Regions from separate parts of the Sus scrofa genome. Here region 1 is linked to region 2. The links are chromatin contacts, called in public Hi-C maps. All regions are on one chromosome and are shown on one strand. The core of a region is the stretch at or near the end of the contact, and the rest is flanking DNA. Distances in the headings are between cores, read along the strand shown. Region 1 overlaps FOXP1 (forkhead box protein P1). Region 2 has its middle 510 kb from the start of MDFIC2.

The links. A called contact is a pair of places that touch in the nucleus more often than the background predicts.
Region 1: a Hi-C map of embryonic fibroblasts shows a contact between it and region 2, with 2.4 times the contacts expected there. The contact joins two enhancer-like sites. A contact is called at or near these places in 2 of 47 Hi-C or Micro-C datasets (embryonic fibroblasts and epiblast stem cells).

What each region holds. Positions count from the first base shown.
Region 1 is chr13:52,447,071-52,451,012 of Sscrofa11.1, reverse strand. The region is part of intron 7 of FOXP1 (forkhead box protein P1); the gene reads left to right. Among named protein-coding and RNA genes, the nearest start is that of FOXP1, 530 kb to the left of the region's middle. Within about 2 kb of position 2,287, at least 26 of the 83 cell types and tissues checked have an H3K27ac peak or open chromatin away from gene starts, as enhancers often do. A contact at or near this core is called in embryonic fibroblasts, where this site is marked.
Region 2 is chr13:52,248,414-52,252,804 of Sscrofa11.1, reverse strand. No RefSeq gene overlaps it. Among named protein-coding and RNA genes, the nearest start is that of MDFIC2, 510 kb to the right of the region's middle. Within about 2 kb of position 2,059, at least 4 of the 83 cell types and tissues checked have an H3K27ac peak or open chromatin away from gene starts, as enhancers often do. A contact at or near this core is called in embryonic fibroblasts, where this site is marked.

The DNA of each region.
Region 1 (3,942 bases), core at 1,038-3,537, 200 kb before region 2:
TTTTTCTCTATGATACAGCTACCTCACATGGTATCTATGGCTTTGGGGGGGTTTGTGTGTGTGTGTGTTTTCCTTCTTCTTTCTAAATACCATGGGGAATAGATAAAAGCTTCCTAACTTTTTCGTTTGCCAATATATCAGTTGTATCCATTGGGTTATTAATTAGGGAAACTGTTGTCTTATAGTTTGCTGTTTATTTTCTTTTATACATGCTGACCTTTCTATATGATCATATCAAATTTGACAGTTTTGGTTTATGTGAGGGGGGGTTGGTGGGGTCATTTTCCTTGGTTTGATTTGGATGCTTTGGAGCATTCTGATTTAATTCATTTTGCTCTTATTTGACAAACCAAAGAACACTGCCTGACCTAGTCAGCTATCATCCAAACTCAGCCTGAGCTCTAGAAGCAACTTACGTCTCTTAGGACATACATGAGGTGAATAACCAGAGGTTAAAAATAGTTTCTGAATTTTTATTCCAGATAAATGAAAATAAAACCGTATTTAAAATTTTGTTATCTCTTCATTTGTATTATTTGTACATAGAGCAATTATGAGAAGATGCCAGTGTACAAAATCCTTGTGTATTTATATAGCCAGTATTTACTTGTAGGTAATGTGAGTGTAAACTAAAGAGAAAGAAAAAAAAAATGATAACGTGTTATTTCCAGTATTTATATTGTGTCATCTCCCCTCCCACCCAATTCCTCCAATTGTCTCCTAGATTAGAAATAAGTATTGTTTCTATGGGTGTTTTTATTTGTTTGTTTGCTTTTTAGATTTTTTTCTCCCTTCCTCTCTCTTGCCTCTCCCTGTGGAGGATGGAGGAGAAAAATAAGGCATGTATTTTAATAGGCTTCTGGCGTTCAGATGACAGCAAGTCATTTGGAAGTAAAAGAGAACTGTACGAGGCAGCAGCGTTTACACAGCGGTGCATGGGCTTCTAACAGCACTTGTTGGTGCTAAGGACATTTCCCCAGTCGCTGGTTTGGAGGTAGCAGCAGGTCTGCACTAGCAGCGTCCCCATAGCCCAAGCACAGCTGAATGACTGCCATTCGTGCACAGGTTTATGTGCACCTGGGGTGAGCCACACCCAGTGGGTGTCAGTCTGCAGTGTAGCTTGGGATTTTTTTTTTTTTTTTAATTCATGATTTCCTCTTGAAACTCAGCGAAAGAGTGTTAACTGTGTGTGTGTGTGTTTAAATTCAGTTTTGTATGCTAGCATTCTTTAAATGTCTGCCAGAAGTTTAATTTGAATTTCTGATCCCTGAAGGCAGCTAGACAGAATCATTCTAGTTCTTCATAAATTGCCTTCTATGATTCATTGTTAACTCATAAAACATACTCATTTCTATATACTCAAACAGTTACGGTAGTTACAGTATCGGGGATATAATTTTTTTTGGCATTATATTTAAATTGTCATTTGAGAAAGAAATCGGGATTTGTGCATGAACTCCCAGTCAAGGCATGAGCTCTGTAGCATAGAAAAACCTCAGAAATTAGTGTTTTTATCTCAAGGAGGGTAAGGGAGATGGCATAGATTGGGGTGGGGGGTTAGTTTTAACTGAATACTCTGAATGAGGGGCTCATAAATACTAGAGCGCTGTAGTTAAAAACTCACATGACTGTTTTAAATACTATTGATTTAAACCACTGGCTAGATTTTATGAATCAAAGTGTAATTTCTAGGCTTTGGCCATATTTCTCAATGCTGAAGCACTCTCTCTTGTGTGCCTTTAGCTGCTTTCCAGACATTCAACACAGGATTAAATGATAGTAGTTACAGTGATCAATAGGTTAAGACCAGTACAATCACTCTTGCCGCTAATGACCTCAGTAGTAATGGGCAATAAAGTGTGGGCTATAATAGCCTCTCGCTGGTACTGCATGCCCTTTGATTCCTGGTATTAGTAGGGACGAGCTACATGAAAAAGTTGGACGTTGAGAGCTAAAGCAGTGGCTATGCAGGCTATAATTCTTAACTATTTAAAGCCTCACACTACGGTCAGATTTTTCCCCCCTTTTCTACTCCACGATGGTTTCTGGTTCATTTGGATATGTTGGTTAAAGCTCACCCTAACTGATTTTCATGACGCTTTGGGAAGAACAACTTGGGGAAATCTCAGTTTTATGACATTTATAAATGAAGCACGAGCCCACTTTGGAAGCTCCGAGCTAACTGGTGTGAAAATGTGGTCTCAGATAGTAGCAAAGTTAAGGCCGTCAGAATCTAATAGCCCACTTCTGATTATTCAGAAACCGGTCACAGGCTGGAGGATTACTCAGCTTCTTGTGCCTTTCCCTCCTTGGGCTGTGCCTGCTGCTTTCAGCGTTCGATTACTCATCAGCACCTCCATCAAGATGCCAAAGGGAAAAAGAAAGGGAGACTCAAGATCATTTTACTGTTCTGTAACATGACTACAAAAATGGGATAAATAACTTAGGGAAAAGGAGATTTGAAACTCGTGACTGTGTATAAGGGTTTAAAATTCTCTGTGTATGTTAAATCCTTTTTTGAACTTTTAAAACCTGTTTTATTGAAGCATAGTTTACATATGCTAAGACTGCACTCATTTTAAGTATCCAGTTGGAAGAATTTGGGCGGCTGTAGCCATCTCTCTGACCGCCACCCCAACCAAGGTAGATGGCATTTTCATCACCCCAAAAAGTGTTCTGGTGCCCCTTTCCAGCCTAGGCTTTCCATAGTTCTTTTGCAGATTATGACTAAGAGATTGTTTCTCTGATGGTTTCTGTTATAACACTGTTAATTTCACATTCATCACCAGCTTAGATCTTACACCACCCTGTTCCTGTCTGTTTTCCTGTTCATCACCATCAGAAATTTGGCTCAAGAATATTTATATTGTACATCATCCAAGAAACGCAGAGGAAAAAAGAAAGCTTAAACATGGTTCTTTTGTTTGCTTAATCAAACCTCCCCGTATGATGATGCAACTCTCAAGGAAAAGTAAACTTCTATTGTGATATGTTGGCCTTTGCAGCTCATAAGATAGTGATTGGCACCCAGTACATATTGAAAAAAAAAAAAAATTAAGTTTCTTCTGTTGGAAGACAGAGTTGACTAATTGGAATTAATTTATAGACAGCTAGATGTTTTGCTAATGTCTTCTTGGTGTTTGTCCTAGATTAAATGCAAGTTCACTGTTCTAATCATTGGTGCTATTCGGTGCTGCGAAGTCTCTTTTTAAAAGGATCATTTATCCATTCATATACATCTGTCCCTTTTTGCATATAAAAATATTCAGACATGCCCATCTGTTTTAAATTACAGTGTATCTACATCCACACTTAAAAGGCCACTGCAATAGAAAGAATTTGTTGATGACCTTCCAGAGTTGGGTTAATGAAAATTTTCAAACCTCCAAGCTAGTATTTTCCAAACAATGCAAAACTTGCACATCAACACCCCCCCACCCCCAAACATGCCCACAACAACAGTGGAAGATGTTCACTGTACATGCATCTGACCTTCAGGAACCATTTTTAGTTCATCAAAATTAGTGATGCTGAGAAATCGGGACATCAGTGCATAATGACTGTGAAATTAGGAATGAGAGCTCGCTATGCAAATGACAGGACAAATCATGTGAAAAAGTCAAGATAAACTGCATATTAAGACATTATGTTACATAAAATTAATACTGCATTTCTCCCTTTTGCTTACTGCTCCCCTGAAAGATTTTTTTAATTCTTTTATCTTCTGATCAGCTATTGTCTGCCGGATTTTTTTTTTTTTTTAAGTGGCACACAGGCAAAGTGCAAAACATGTTATTACCTTTTATTGTAATACATGAGATGACAGCAGATCCTTTTTAACAAAGTATATCCTTTACTGCTTCTAGCTTCTTGCTGTCACATGTTTGATTAGAAACCAGGGAAAAGTAAGATGCTTCAATATTACTGTTAGAAGACATACAG
Region 2 (4,391 bases), core at 810-3,309:
CTCTTCTACAAAATATAAGCTCCCTGAAAGCAGGCACTTTCCTATTCTACATACCACTGTGTTTATAGCAGTGCCTAGCATATCGCAGATGCTCAGTGAGTCTGATGGGTTATTTTGTCCGCTGAACTGCAGGCTGTCCTTACCTTTGGATTCAGCTGGTACATGCCAACCATCCAGAGCCATTAAACTGTACTCACAGCTAATTCTAGAGCATAAAGGAAAGTGAAAACTGAGGAAAGGGCTTAGGAGAGGTTATGTTCGTTTTTTATGTTCTAGAGATGACATAATACTTAAACTTTCCATGGTCAGTGTGATGGGGAGGGAGTAGGTATAACATATACACAGAAAAGCACCAAACTGTCAATTTATCACTGGATGCTTTTTTTACATCTTTGAGATCAGCACTCAGATCAAGACGCAGAAAATTCTAGGACGCCAGAGCTCCTATGTCCCTTTTGGACCTGTCTGCCCTGAGTCACCATAGTAACTGGAATGTTTTTCCCAGTGTGTATTAGTCACCTGGGCCATGGCTGGATCATAATTAGAACATAGGGCCATTTAATATGCAAAATTGAGTTCTAAAGAGACTTTGCATCTTTTGCTTTTTAAATGTTCTGGAAGCCCTAAGTTTTGTCATATTTCAATCACTTATGGGGGTCTCCCAGGAATGCCCACCAAGGCAGCAGGCATTTCATGTGCTTGGCTTTGTCTGGAAGAGGCTGCCTTTTTAGGTTTCTTCCTTTTCAGCTGACCTGTGTCCCTCCGCAGATGACCACTGGCGAGGCTGGGAGAGCTCACCTTTTCTCTTTGTGATTAGCACTGAGGACAATTCAAAAGAACAAGGGAGATACTTGAAAGTCTGAGCACAGTTATTTAGACTGTGCTACAGAACAAGCCACACCATCTGTAAGGCGTGAACTCATAACCTCTGGTGTGGATTGGAATCATGTGGGCATGCTGAGATGAGGCATCTTGGAGGAGGCTCACCAAAGACGCACATTCCTCTGAGTCATTTCCAAAGACCTGGATTCAGCTGTTCTCTTGGAGGGTTATTTTTTAATCAAGAACCTGGTATGATGATTCTAAAGCAAGATGTTGTAAAGAGTGACTTGGTGACCCGTAACCTGGTTTCTTTGGTGGGCCTTGGGTTGTGACCAATAGTAAAAAGATAATAATGAGTTCCCATCGTGACTCAGTGGAAATGAATCTGACTAGCATCCATGAAGAGGCAGGTTTGATCCCTGGCCTCGATCAGTGGGTTAAGGATCTGGTGTTGCCGTGAGCTATGGTGTAGGTCACAGACACAGCTTGGATCCTGAGTTGCTGTGGCTGTGGTGTAGGTCAGTGGCTATAGCTCCGATTCAACCCCAAGCCTGGGAACATCCATATGCCATGGGTGCAGCTCTAAAACCACACACAAAAAAGATAATAATAAAAGGCAAAAATAAAACAAAACAATAAATAAAACACAGTGACAACAACAATGAAAAGGAATAAAAGATGATTTGTCCTTTGTACATGGAAGTACTGTGCTGCATTAACAATGATGTACAATCATTGACATAACTTGATTTTATAAGCTAACACTTAGGTTATTTCTGTTTCTTTTCTATTCTAAATGATCTTGGGGAAAAAAAAAAAAAAAAAAACCACCCAGAAAACAACAACAAAATCTTCTCCAGTAAATGCTTCTGAGTCCTCATGGGCAGGCCATTTCCTTTTCCTGTAAGAGAAACAACCCTAATCACAGAGGCCCTATACACTCACACACAAACGATTTCTACACACCCGCAAACATTTTAAAGCTTTCACAGAAACCGCTCCCCAGTGGGTATTTCATCAGGAGCTTGATATTGAAAGTGACATTTGAAGGAAAATCTGGCTGCGGTTTGACCCTCTATAGTTTGGGTACATCCAGATCTAACACAACTATTGGGGGAAAAAGCAGCATTTCCACCCCATCAGTTTACTCCCGCCGGGCGCCCGTTCCAGATGGCAGGAAGGCACACACGCTATTTCCGTGCCTGCGCGGTCTGTCTTCACTTCCTTTTGGGAAAGGCCCAAGCTTTTCTCGGTGGTGTGTATCGAGCTCACACGGGGCTCCAGGCACCCCCTGTGCACCGTCCACCCCTGCAGCGGTGGCTGCACTGGCTCCCTCTGAAATGGCTCCAGGCTTTGCCGTTGTAATGATCGCAGTCCAACATTCGCCCAAATAAGTTAACTTCCATCATGTGCCAGATGGAATAAAGCAGGCAGGCACACACATTTCTCTCTCTCTCTTTTTCTCTCTCCCGCTCTCTCTCTCTTTTTGGGAAGTATGTCTCCCATCTATGTGCATGTGCAGGCTGTTTTGACTTCTTTTTGAGGAAAAAAAAAACCCAAAACCCAACAACCTAGGTTTTCCCATGTGTTTTACATAGGGCCAATGATAAGTCTGACAGTGGTGCTCTCCCGCTGGCACACACTGGTCCTATACCAGTTCGAGCCACCCCCCAGTTAGTACTGTTCTAGGGGGTCAAGGTGGGTTGCAGGGACGGTGTTGTGCACTCTGGCCCAGCTGCCCCCCACCCCACCCCCACGAGGGAGTAAAATCGACAGCCACGGGCCACCCCTGATGATGAGCTGGTGACCACCAAGGCAGCGGAAGAAAAACCTGCGACAAGGGATTCCGAGGCCCTTCCAGAGCAAGGGGGATGTTGCCTGCACTGTAAATGCCTGCGGGTAAAAATCACCGCCAAATTAGTAGCTTCCAAATATCATTTTCAATAAAAACTTCATGATAAAAAGCATGTTAATACCCAATGGTTAGTGGTTTTTATGACGGCGTTAAACCATTTGTACTGAGGCTCGACTGCCGATGCCCGTTTCCTCCACCGAAGAAAGAAATTGGCTGTTCGTGCAACGTTTTGTGCGCTTTCCCTGTTGCTATAAAATCAGCCCCCAGGAGAATTTTAAGTCTTCTTGAATTGCTTTTTAGCACAGACTAAGGAAGTAAAAGTTCTAAAAGTGCCTGGTTACAGACAAATCACTTAAAAAGCCAGCTTGGTACTGGCAAAGTCGTGCTACGAGAAATGTTTCAAAAGGCAGAAGATAACAATATGAAAGCTAAGTATTGTTATTTATTTAACAAACGCCGCCGGCTGTCATTGAAAACTAAGAGCCTTGGGGAGGGAATGCTTTAAGGTCACGAGAAATGCCAGATTCTCGTTGTAACAGACGTCCTGCTATAATGTGTGATGATGTTTACACACGTACGTCTTGGCTGAAGGACTTGTTGATAAACACACACACACAGGCGCAGATTTCCTATGCGATTAAAGTTCATTAATCCGCCGCAAGTTGATGCAAAACAGCACCTTTTGCGAAGCCTTTCTCCCGATGCCCAGAATCATTGCATCTTCCAGTGAGAAAGAATCATCTCGAGTAGTTGAATTTAAGTCTAATAGACGACACGGTAAACTAACCAGATTTAGTTGTATGTTAAAGAGACCCAGGGTGAACAGTGTTTTGACAAAATGGAGTGAAGCCAAATCAAGAGAGTCACCCTCTGAGGTCATTGGCGTTCTGGAGGTGGGATGATGTGACTTGATTGAACTGGTGAATATTATCTATTCCGGGCACTGCCTGGTGAGCCCCTTCAGGACCAACACCGTGGGAATTCATCTTTCTATTTCTTGTTCCTTGGCTCCCACGGCGGTATTCTAAACGGGTTCAATAAGCATTTCATGTCAGAAAATGGATGTGGTTGTGTGTTTTCCACTTCAATGGAAGGAGACTATTTCATTTCATTCATTGGCCAAGAATACAGAGATCATAATTTAAAAAAATAATAATTCTATCAAACAAAAGAAACATGTGGGCTGATTTGCCTCGATTGGTGGTTAAGACCCTCAGTCCAGGAATCCGTTTAAAAGTGGCCCCATGTAAGCTGCTGGGCACTGTGCCACGTGCTGGAACGCTCCCTGGCTTACATGCCATGACCTTTGGGTTGGCCATCCACATGTACTCCAAACAGCCTAACCTCCCCAAATGGAACAAAGAGCTAGAATGTTAAAATCCGGGGAAGACATTTGAGAAATGATAAACAACGCTGAGGATTTGAGTATTTATTCTAGGCTGCTTATGATGACATATTTTTATAACACTTGTCCGGATGCCAGGTAATGGCAGGATGGAAAATTCACATTCCCCAAATAAGTGAAGGGCGTGTCACTCGAAACCGCTTCCATCTCCAGCAGACTCTATTGAGAGCAGAGAAAGAGGGCTTAAAGGTGCAAGAGAGATTTAATTCCTCTCAAAATGTCTTTTAAGAACCTTATGTTCAGAGAAAGCATTTCTTTCTTTCCTTTCTTTCTTTCTTTCTTTCTTTCTTTCTTTCTTTCTTTCTTTCT